Regions from separate parts of the Mus musculus genome. Here region 1 is linked to region 2. Evidence: chromatin contacts called from public HiChIP or PLAC-seq data. All regions are on one chromosome and are shown on one strand. The core of a region is the stretch at or near the end of the contact, and the rest is flanking DNA. Distances in the headings are between cores, read along the strand shown.

Region 1 (4,499 bases), core at 1,785-4,284, 160 kb before region 2:
CCAATGGATGTATACTGTGTAATGTGTATTTTTGAAAACCCCATAAAGGATGGTGGATTAATATTCCTCATAGCAACAATATAGTATTTACATTGTATTTCTCAGGAATGGCAAAGCCACAACAAAGTGTTGCAAGCTATATCCAATTAATGTCAACAAAAACTTATTTTTGCAACACAATGCTGTCTATAAGATACCTTTGTGAAAACCATTGAGCTTAACATAAGCTAATCCTACTGTGAACCCATGACTCAAGCCAGGCTGTCTCAAAGGCAGATTAAATAATTGCTGTGATGAAAACCATTGGTTGTAAATTTGCTGTACTGTCCCATGTGTAGACTAAGGACTTTCCTTAGTGCTACATATACAAGTTTTACAGTGACAACCAAACCCTGTTTATTCCACAGTTAAGCAGAATTGAAGAACAGAGTCTTTGTTAGGCACATTTTGGTCATTTTTAAGTGTTATAGTGAAATAAAATACACTGGCCAGGAATATCTTTTTCACAGAAAAATATTTTATTCAATAACTGCTTAGGACAGATACCCACAAAATTAATATTGGTTTTTCCAAGTTAACCCTCATGACAATGAAAAGCAAAGCACCCTACCGACAAGCAAGGGTTTATGTCAGGATCTCTCAGCCGCCGAGTGACCATGGGCATCTTGTCTTCTTACTGAAGGCAGGCGACAGAAAAACAGGTCAGAAGGAAATGACCAGAAAATGTCATCAGCCCCACAAGTACTTTTAATTTAATTTACCCACAAAATTTAATTTTCAAAGTAGAAGGTACTCTATAGGAAACAATGAAACACACACAAACAAAAGTCAAGTTACTGCTTACTTAACATTCTAAAAAGCCATAGTTAAAAAAACAATGAATGAATTTTTCAATTCCCTTTCTACCTTCTATGTAGATTAATACTTTCCATGGGTTGAAGGAGGTCAGAGAATGCTACTGTGGCTCAGTAATTTTCCAATTTGAGTCTTAAAAATACAGCTTTGCAAAGGTTTTATCCATTAAAGACATCACATTACCCTAAGAGCCAATTAGCTATTGGAAGTCAAGTCATACACTTTATGAAGTCAGCCAATCAGTCATGGTCAAGTACAACTGCTCTTCAAATCCCAGTTCAAATGAAACTGTACAATTCTCTTGCAGGGGAAGAGGTTAAAAAAAAAAAAAAAAAAAAAAAAAACACAAGTCACAATTATTTGAGAAAGGGCTTCATTTATCTCAATATATCGATAAGGTATTGATGAGCCACCCACCATCTTTGAAAAAACGTCCTCTACTTAGCTTAAGGGGCTGATCTGGCTTACACACCCAAATGCTACTCTAGTTTAATCACTTTTCTACCGAAAAATCAAAGCAGATGCCAGAGAAATAAGGCAGTATGAAGTACACAACTCTACTGAATTAAAAAACAGAACAAAACAAACATGCATGGGCCTTTTCAGAGAAGTCCAACGTTTTGTATGAAATGTCACCAAAAACAATGTTAAACAAAATAATGTATATTCCAGAAAAGTAATTCAAGCCCATAAACTCTTAAGAAGTGAACATATTCTGAATCAATGGCCATCCAGTCCAACTTCTTCCATTCTGGTAAAGATCGGGATGTCTAAGCTAAAGGAGCCCAACTTTTCCCGGAGATAGAATCTGATTACTCTGAGTCCTTTAACTTTCAGTAATCACCAAATAATCATTTATGCCATGAACTTCATTGAAAATACCCAGCCAGTAGAAGCGTCTTGACAGGAAGGGCACTCAGTACAAAGTCCAACTATCTCTAGAAGCCTTTCCTCTTCGGAAGATAGTTTACAAGACTGCCTCTTCCTGAGAGAATACCAGAACTAAGAAAATCTACAGTCTTCTCTTCATGTCTCCCACAGAGCTCCGCTTGATCGTTCATGCATATAATAATCTCGACAATCTGATACGAACACAATTCACACTGCGTCCTGATCATGAGATTCTGTTGTTTCATTATCATCAGCCAGAAATTCTTTTAAAAAGTATCCACACAAAACAGGCATCAAATTTGCTGCTTCAGGCTATTCCCGTTTTACTGCTTTTTATTCTGGATACTAAATGCACTATAAACATGGTTTTCCTAATGTCACCTCCTTCGTATGAATTCCTGTGTTAACAGAAAAGGAAGAGGAAATGTCAATTTACATGGAGGAGTGTGGCTGAAGGACAAGATGGAGTGCCCTGCTAAAGAGGCCTTATCTGTTTACTTTTTGAAGGTGCAGGAGTGAACAACTGTTACAACACTGTACTACTTCCAAGATGACATTCAGAAAGAAAACCAGCCTGAGGGAAGACTGCAAACCTACAGCACATCTGAGAAATAGTGCTAAAATCTACTCTAAAGGGCAAACTGCTTACCAAAAAAGTTCCTGATTTCCCACTCTTCGCAGCTTTGATCCGCAGTGGGGGAAGGGCACGTTACTGAACAAGTCCAGGCCCCCCAGGCTTCTCAGAGTCTGGTCTGTGAGTGTTAAATCCGGAAACAGAAATACAGCACACCATAAACCTGGGTACAGAGTACCAGGGACAAAATGTCAAAGTACACATCACAGGGATCTGAGAGGTCGGAGACGAATCTCCAAGAATGTAACTCCCGGACCGCACCGCCTTCCGAGGTGCCGCGCCGCAGAATCGGACGGTGGAGGGCGGGCACAGGTAAACACCACAAAAGGGGCTGGGAAGGAAGGGGGCGGCGTAGAGCGGGGACCTGGGGAGGGCAAGGAGGGGAGTGACACAATCCGGGGTGCCCAGACCTGCATGGGGTCACCTTCCGCTGCCCCGGCCGGACGAATCGCGTGGCGTGAGTAGCGGCAGGAGCATGCCGCGCCGCGGAGGGTTTGGCGCCACGAACTAGGGTCTGCCCTCGGCGCAGTGCTGTCCCGGGCCTGCTGTCCAGGGAGGGAGGGGCCGGAGACCACTCACCACAGGCCACCACTCAGCCAGCACCCGGGCCGGCTGCAGTTCCAAACACGTCAGTGGCTCACGCAGCAGGACCTTAAGTAGCGCGCACCCCAACGTGCTGCCCCCGCGCCCCCCGTTCCAGCTTGTCCAATCCACGCACGCCGCTGCCAGATTGACAGGCGCGCGGAACTCTGTGAGGTTGGGGCGGGCTCAGTTCGCTCCGCCCCCGGGCAGCGGGAGGAGGGCTCAAGCAGGAGGAGCGGGTGGGACGGCGTGAGACCCCGCCTTCTCCCCGCCCCACCGCGCCCCCCGCCCTTCAGCATCGCTCTTACCACTTCGGCCTGATGGGCAGCCACGTCAACCAATGAGCTCATCTGGACCCGGCGGCGGCCGCTCGGACTGGCCAGGCCCTGGGCGGAGCGTGAGGAGGGCGGGCACCTCGGCGGGCGGGGGCCAGGGCGGGCCGGCGGGCGGGCGCGGGGCGGGGGCGGGGGCGGCGGCCGAGCGGGCGGGGGGGGGGGTGGGGGGGGGTAGGAGGCGGCGGTGGGCGCGACGTCGGCGGCTGCGGCGGCGGCGGCGGCGGCGGCGGCAGCTGCAAGTTGAGCTGCAGGGGCAGCGCATACACTACAATGGCTGCTGGAAAGAGGCGTAAGGAAACAATTTCCAGGCCCGCCGCGTCCAGCCCGAAATATGAGAAAAAAATTATTAGAAATTCCGCGGGCGGTGTAAAGGCGGCGGACGGGCCGGAGGGAGGATGTTAAAGCTCCGCGGTGAGTTCTCCGGGGGTCCGGGGCGGCGGGGAGGCGTTTAGCGGGAGGAATATCAGGGTTATTTAAATTATGGGACTAGCCGAGGGGGCAGAGGAGCCGCGGCGGCGGCAGGAGGAGGAAAAGTTTGTGCTACTCCCAGCCCCTGCTCAGGACCCCAGAGAGAAAAATAATAATAAAAAATCAAATAAAATCGTGCGGCGGGGCTGCAAGGACTCCCGAGGTCGCTGCTGACAGGGCAGGGGGCGACGCGACTGGGGACCCGAAGGTGAGGTCGGTGGGAAAAAAAAAACCCTTTTATTCAGGGTCTGGAAAGTTTGAAAAGTTTTCCTCCTCCTCCTCCTCCTCCTCTCTGGTGCTGTGAATATTGTGACAGCGGCAGCGGCAGCAGAGAGAGCGGAAGACATTAGAGACCCGAAAAATAAGGGAAAAATTAATATAAATTCGGTTTTGAGAGGAAACTCTCCGCGTTTTCCACCAAAACATCCCGGGGGAAGGTCGCTTCCCAGAGGGCCTGGCGGAGACCCGCGGTCGGCAATATTTGGGGGGTACTGGGAGTGACTTGGGGTAACTTTGCCCCCTTTTCCGAAGAGGTTTTTCTTTTCTGGAGAAATGCATTTGTTTTTGCCCTCCTGCCCAGGTGGGAGAGCCGAGTCGGGGTGCGGGGTCCGCGGGGCGCCGGACCCAGCCGGGTGGCGACGGGGGCGTAGGGGGAGGGGGTGCTAAATGAAAGCAGGAGATCGGGACGGAGCAGGGACAGCTTGTTGTCAGTATCATAAACAACCAAAATGGAG
Region 2 (4,430 bases), core at 599-3,098:
TTTTGAAATTTAAGTAATTTACTTGGAATAGAAAAGATACAATCAAAATGGATGTGGTGTCAAATTTGTTCACCTCCCTTTCTTGCATATCCCTTTTGGGTCCTCCCCTCCTTAGAAGCAGTTTCTTCTGGAACCTCTATGGGGCACTGTAGCCAGTTCAACTTTAAACACAAAAGGGCATGGTGTACAGTGCAAATACAATTTTCTTATATTGTTGGCCTTTCAAATGTGTTGAAATTTTTATCTAGAGTTTAGCATGCTGACATGCACCTGTATTCTCAGCGGAGGGATGGAGCATCTCTTGGTACAAGAAATTTAAAGTTAGAGCTGGGCATGGTGGCACACACCTTTAATCTCAGCAGTCAGCACTCGGGAGGCAGAGGCAGGCAGATTTCTAAGTTCGAAGCCAGCCTGGTCTACAAAATGAGTTCCAGGAAAGCCAGGGCTATACAGAGAAACCCTGTCTCAAAACACCAAAAAAAAAAAAAAAAAAAAAAAAAAAAAAAGGAATTTAAAGCTAACCTGGAAAGCAATGCAGGATCACATCTCAAAAACCCAAACCAAACAAACCTATGAAAATGTCAAACCAAACCTCTATAAAACAGTTCAGGTTTTTCCTTAATGGGCCCATTCTAAGTTTCCATGGATACATCTTATATTTCATTTAAATTTGCCTACTTAACTTCTAGTGCTGGGGATGAATGCTAAGTACACATTTGACCACTGAACTATATCCACAGCCAGAATTATATATAATTTCCTTAAAGGAAAGCAAGACTTGGCACAGACTGTAACTTGATCATTCATGGAACTGCTAAGGGTTCATAGCCATTGCTTGAAGACATTACCTTTACTATGTCTTTGCATGAGTTTTCTTTTGAAGTGCCTTACTAAAACTGGAAGTCCCTACAAGAGCAATAAAGACAGTTGTGTACACCTGTTGTGTGCTGGAGCGTATCACTGATTCCTGGACTATTGCCAGACAGTCTGGAGCAGTGCTGCATGATGGGAGGACAGAGATGCAGAGACTGAGAGCATCTCCATGTTACCACTTTCTATTTGGTTCAATCCTAACATGTTCCTTATGATCTTTGTACCTTTCTGGTATTTTTCAAAGACTCACTGCTTGCTGGTATCAACAAACCAGTGGACTCGGTTCTTGCTCATGTACTTAGAAGCCGGATTCTCTGGTGCGGATCCAGACTCAGCCCCTTACAGAGTGATCTCTAGAGCTGCAGAACAGCTGAGGTCTGTCATCAGTGGTCTGCAGCATTGAATGAGTGTAACAAACGTCTCTGCAGTTCAGGGAAGCACACATACTTTATTATTGAGAGAAAAAATCTACCTGACAGGCTAAAAAAAAAAAAAAGAATCTTAATTTTGCCAATTCAGTTTTGTTTTAGTTTGACGAATTGAAATACGAGGCTGGATGTACACACCTGTGTAATCCCAGCACTTGGGAAGCTAAGGCAGCAGGATTTAGAGTTTGAGGCCAGCCTGGGTTACACAGCAAGACCGTGCTACCACTCAGTGGTTGAGCTCTTCCCTTGCAAGCACGAGGCCCTAGTCCATTGATCCCCAGTACCAAAGAGTAAAACAACCCCTTATCTAAGAAACAGCGAAGAAGAAAATAGTTGCTACTGTTTATGAATCTTGTTACACAGCAACCCCCTGTCTTGAAGGTAGACGTGAGGACTGTGGGAACAGAGAGAACACTTGGTGGAATTGGGGGTGGAGAAACAGGAGGGCATCAGGCACGGGGGTCAAAGTGTGGAAAGCAGAGCACAAGCCTGCAGTGAGATGGCCTCTGTGGCCCAGCACACATACCTTCCCTTGCTGTGTACTCGTTATCTTCGATGACTCTCGCGAGGCCAAAGTCTGCAATCTTGCACATGAGTGACTCAGAGACCAGGACGTTAGCAGCTCGCAGATCACGGTGGATGTAGTTCTTCCGCTCGATGTACGCCATGCCTTCTGCAATCTGCAAATAGAAGGGGCTCAGGCTTGTATTCTAGATAGGCTGTCATGGTTGGCCATCAAGAAAAACAAAACAAACACAAACACAGAACTTGAGCTTTTGAGATTCTTTCATGTGTATTATTATTCCTGTTGTTCACATTTTTAAGATAGTGCTAAAGTCACCCTTAGAATCCTTTCTAAAATCTGTCCCTAACATCTACAATGATGATAACTTCAAAGAAGGTTTTATTATCTGTATGTCTCTGTGTGTGTTCATATGTGTATGTGTGTGTTTGTGCATCTTTTGTGTGACAGTGTAAACATTGCATGTAGTTGCTCATAGAAGCCAGAAGGGGGCATCAGATCCCCTGGAGCTGGAGTTGCAGGCAGTTGAGAGCAGCCCAACATGAGAACGGGGAACTGAACTTGGGCCCTCTCTAACAGCAGTTTGTGGTCTTAACTACTGAGCTATCTTTTTAGCCCCATGGTAATGGGTTTTGGTTTGGTTTTTTTTTTTTTTTTTTTTTTTTTTTTTTTTTTTTTTCCTTTCTTTCAGTTTTTCGAGACAGGGTTTCTCTGTATAGCCCTGGCTGTCCTGGAACTCACTTTGTAGACCAGGCTAGCCTTGAACTCAGACATCCACCTGCCTCTGCCTCCCAAGTGCTGAGATTAAAGGCATGCGCCACCACTGCCCGGCATAATCTTAGATTCTTAAGTGAGGAAATATATGCTATTCTCTGGATGTTGTAGCCCCCAAATTCATATATTGATACCCTGACCCTCAATATGATCCTTATGTGTTGGCAGTTGTAAAGTAATAAGTCAGGGCATCATGGAAGACTTGGTGTCCTTACACAAGAGACCACAGAGAGCTTCCTGGTCCCTTCCACCTTGGGTAGCCATAGCTGTTAAGGGAGAATGTGTGTGTGTGCATGCATGTGTGCATGCATGTGTGCATGCCTGAGCCAGGAACTGAATGTGCTGGCACTTCCTCCCGGACATCCCTAGAACTCTGAGAAGTAAATGCCTGTTGTGTGAGCCATGCAGTCCATGATGATTTGTGGTAGAAACCAGAACTAAGACAAAAGAAGTGAAGAAATTGAATTTTTAATAATACAAGTTCATTATAAGGCACCAGGACATGAGGGCTGTGCTTGTTAGTAAGACTCACTCTATCAAGATCTTGCTAAGGAAGAGCTGTAGGTCCAGCTCTCCAGAGCCTCTGAGCACAGTCCCTCAAGATGAACTGAATATACTCTGACAACAAAGCAAGGGCATGAGGCAGAATGAAGGATTCCAATAGACAATGACCTCGAGAGAAGAAGGTGCCACTTAGTGCTGGCAGGAAGTGTGGCAGAGCTCTAAAATAAATTAGAGGATTGTTCCACCAAATTACAGTCAAGGATAAGGAATGAAGGTGTGTGTGCATGTGTGCTTGTATGTGTTTATTTGTGTTTGTTTATGTGCATGTTTGTGGTGCGTGTTTGTGTGTGCTTGTGTGTGTGCATGTTTGTGGTGTGTGTTTGTGTTTGCTTGTTTGTGTGCATGTTTGTGATGTGTGTTTGTGTGTGCTTGTGTGTGTGTTTACGTGTGTTTGCTTGTGTGCAGGCTTATGGTGTGTGTGTGTGTGTTTGTGTGTGCTTGTCTGTATGTTTGTGTGTGTGTGTTTAAGAGAGTTAGAAGTCACTTCCAATTAGGATTACTTCTAATAGAGTCCATTGCCCCCCAGATTCTGCCTTAAACTGCAGCAGCTCATCTGGAAGGACCAGACTCCTCCATCACTGTGAGCAGCAGCCTCATTACATCATGCTGTGAAGCCCACTCAAGTCCCTTGCCCTCTACTGCTCAGCAAAGGAGCAGCTCTTTAGCACTTCCTTTCCTTCCAGGCCTCATCCTGGGTCCCCTTCCAGAGTCAACCAAGTCCCACCCTGAACCTTTCTCCTGTTCTACAGTGTTGTTTTGCACAAACACTACTGGCAGCTAAGGGTTGTAGCTTTACCTTTGTTTTTATTCTGTTCAGGTGCTTACTGTTGTCACGGCAACCAGATAATAAACACCTCTAAGACAAAGGCCGCACTGTATATCTTTTCTATTTCACTTTTATCTAGTGCAACTTTGCTGCTGTTACTAATCTCCCTCAGTAAAATGAGCTAAGGTTTTGTTTTTGTTTTAAGATTTATTTATTTATTTTATATATCATGCCTCAGTTATTCTTACTGCGCTGACACACCAACCTTAGGCAAACTTACTAAAGCCAAAGAAAGTGGAAGAGTGCAGAGCGTGCTGGGACTAAGCAGAAGAATGGGCCAAGCAGTTGTTACACAACTGGATGGAATGTTTGGCTTAAGGAGACAGAGAGATCCCTTGCTGAAATGAGCCAGAGGCAGGTTCTAGAGCCCCAGCGGGATACAAACAACTGTGTGGTCATTACTGATGGTCTCTGAGCCCGTTTCCAGTCCTCCTTAGTTATT

The links. HiChIP or PLAC-seq counts read pairs in DNA pulled down with a chosen protein or histone mark.
Region 1: an H3K27ac HiChIP or PLAC-seq map of microglia shows a contact between it and region 2, with 4 times the contacts expected there. The contact joins the promoter of Chchd7 here to the enhancer-like site in region 2. A contact is called at or near these places in 1 of 39 promoter capture datasets (pre-B cells), 2 of 115 datasets of contacts at active chromatin or transcription factors (intestinal villus epithelium and microglia) and 3 of 9 other capture datasets (adipose tissue, liver and pancreatic islet).

What each region holds. Positions count from the first base shown.
Region 1 is chr4:3,937,423-3,941,921 of GRCm38.p6, reverse strand. It overlaps Chchd7 (coiled-coil-helix-coiled-coil-helix domain containing 7), which reads right to left and starts at 3,034. Exons shown (of 5, transcript NM_181391.4): 1 at 2,791-3,034; 2 at 2,396-2,543; 3 at 611-676. The coding sequence starts at 664. It overlaps Plag1 (pleiomorphic adenoma gene 1), which reads left to right and starts at 3,517. Exons shown (of 6, transcript NM_019969.3): 1 at 3,517-3,708.
Region 2 is chr4:3,778,464-3,782,893 of GRCm38.p6, reverse strand. Lyn (LYN proto-oncogene, Src family tyrosine kinase) reads right to left here. Exons shown (of 13, transcript NM_001111096.1): 11 at 1,828-1,981. Among named protein-coding and RNA genes, the nearest start is that of Gm22781, 16 kb to the left of the region's middle. Within about 2 kb of position 1,848, at least 12 of the 459 cell types and tissues checked have an H3K27ac peak or open chromatin away from gene starts, as enhancers often do. A contact at or near this core is called in intestinal villus epithelium and microglia, where this site is marked.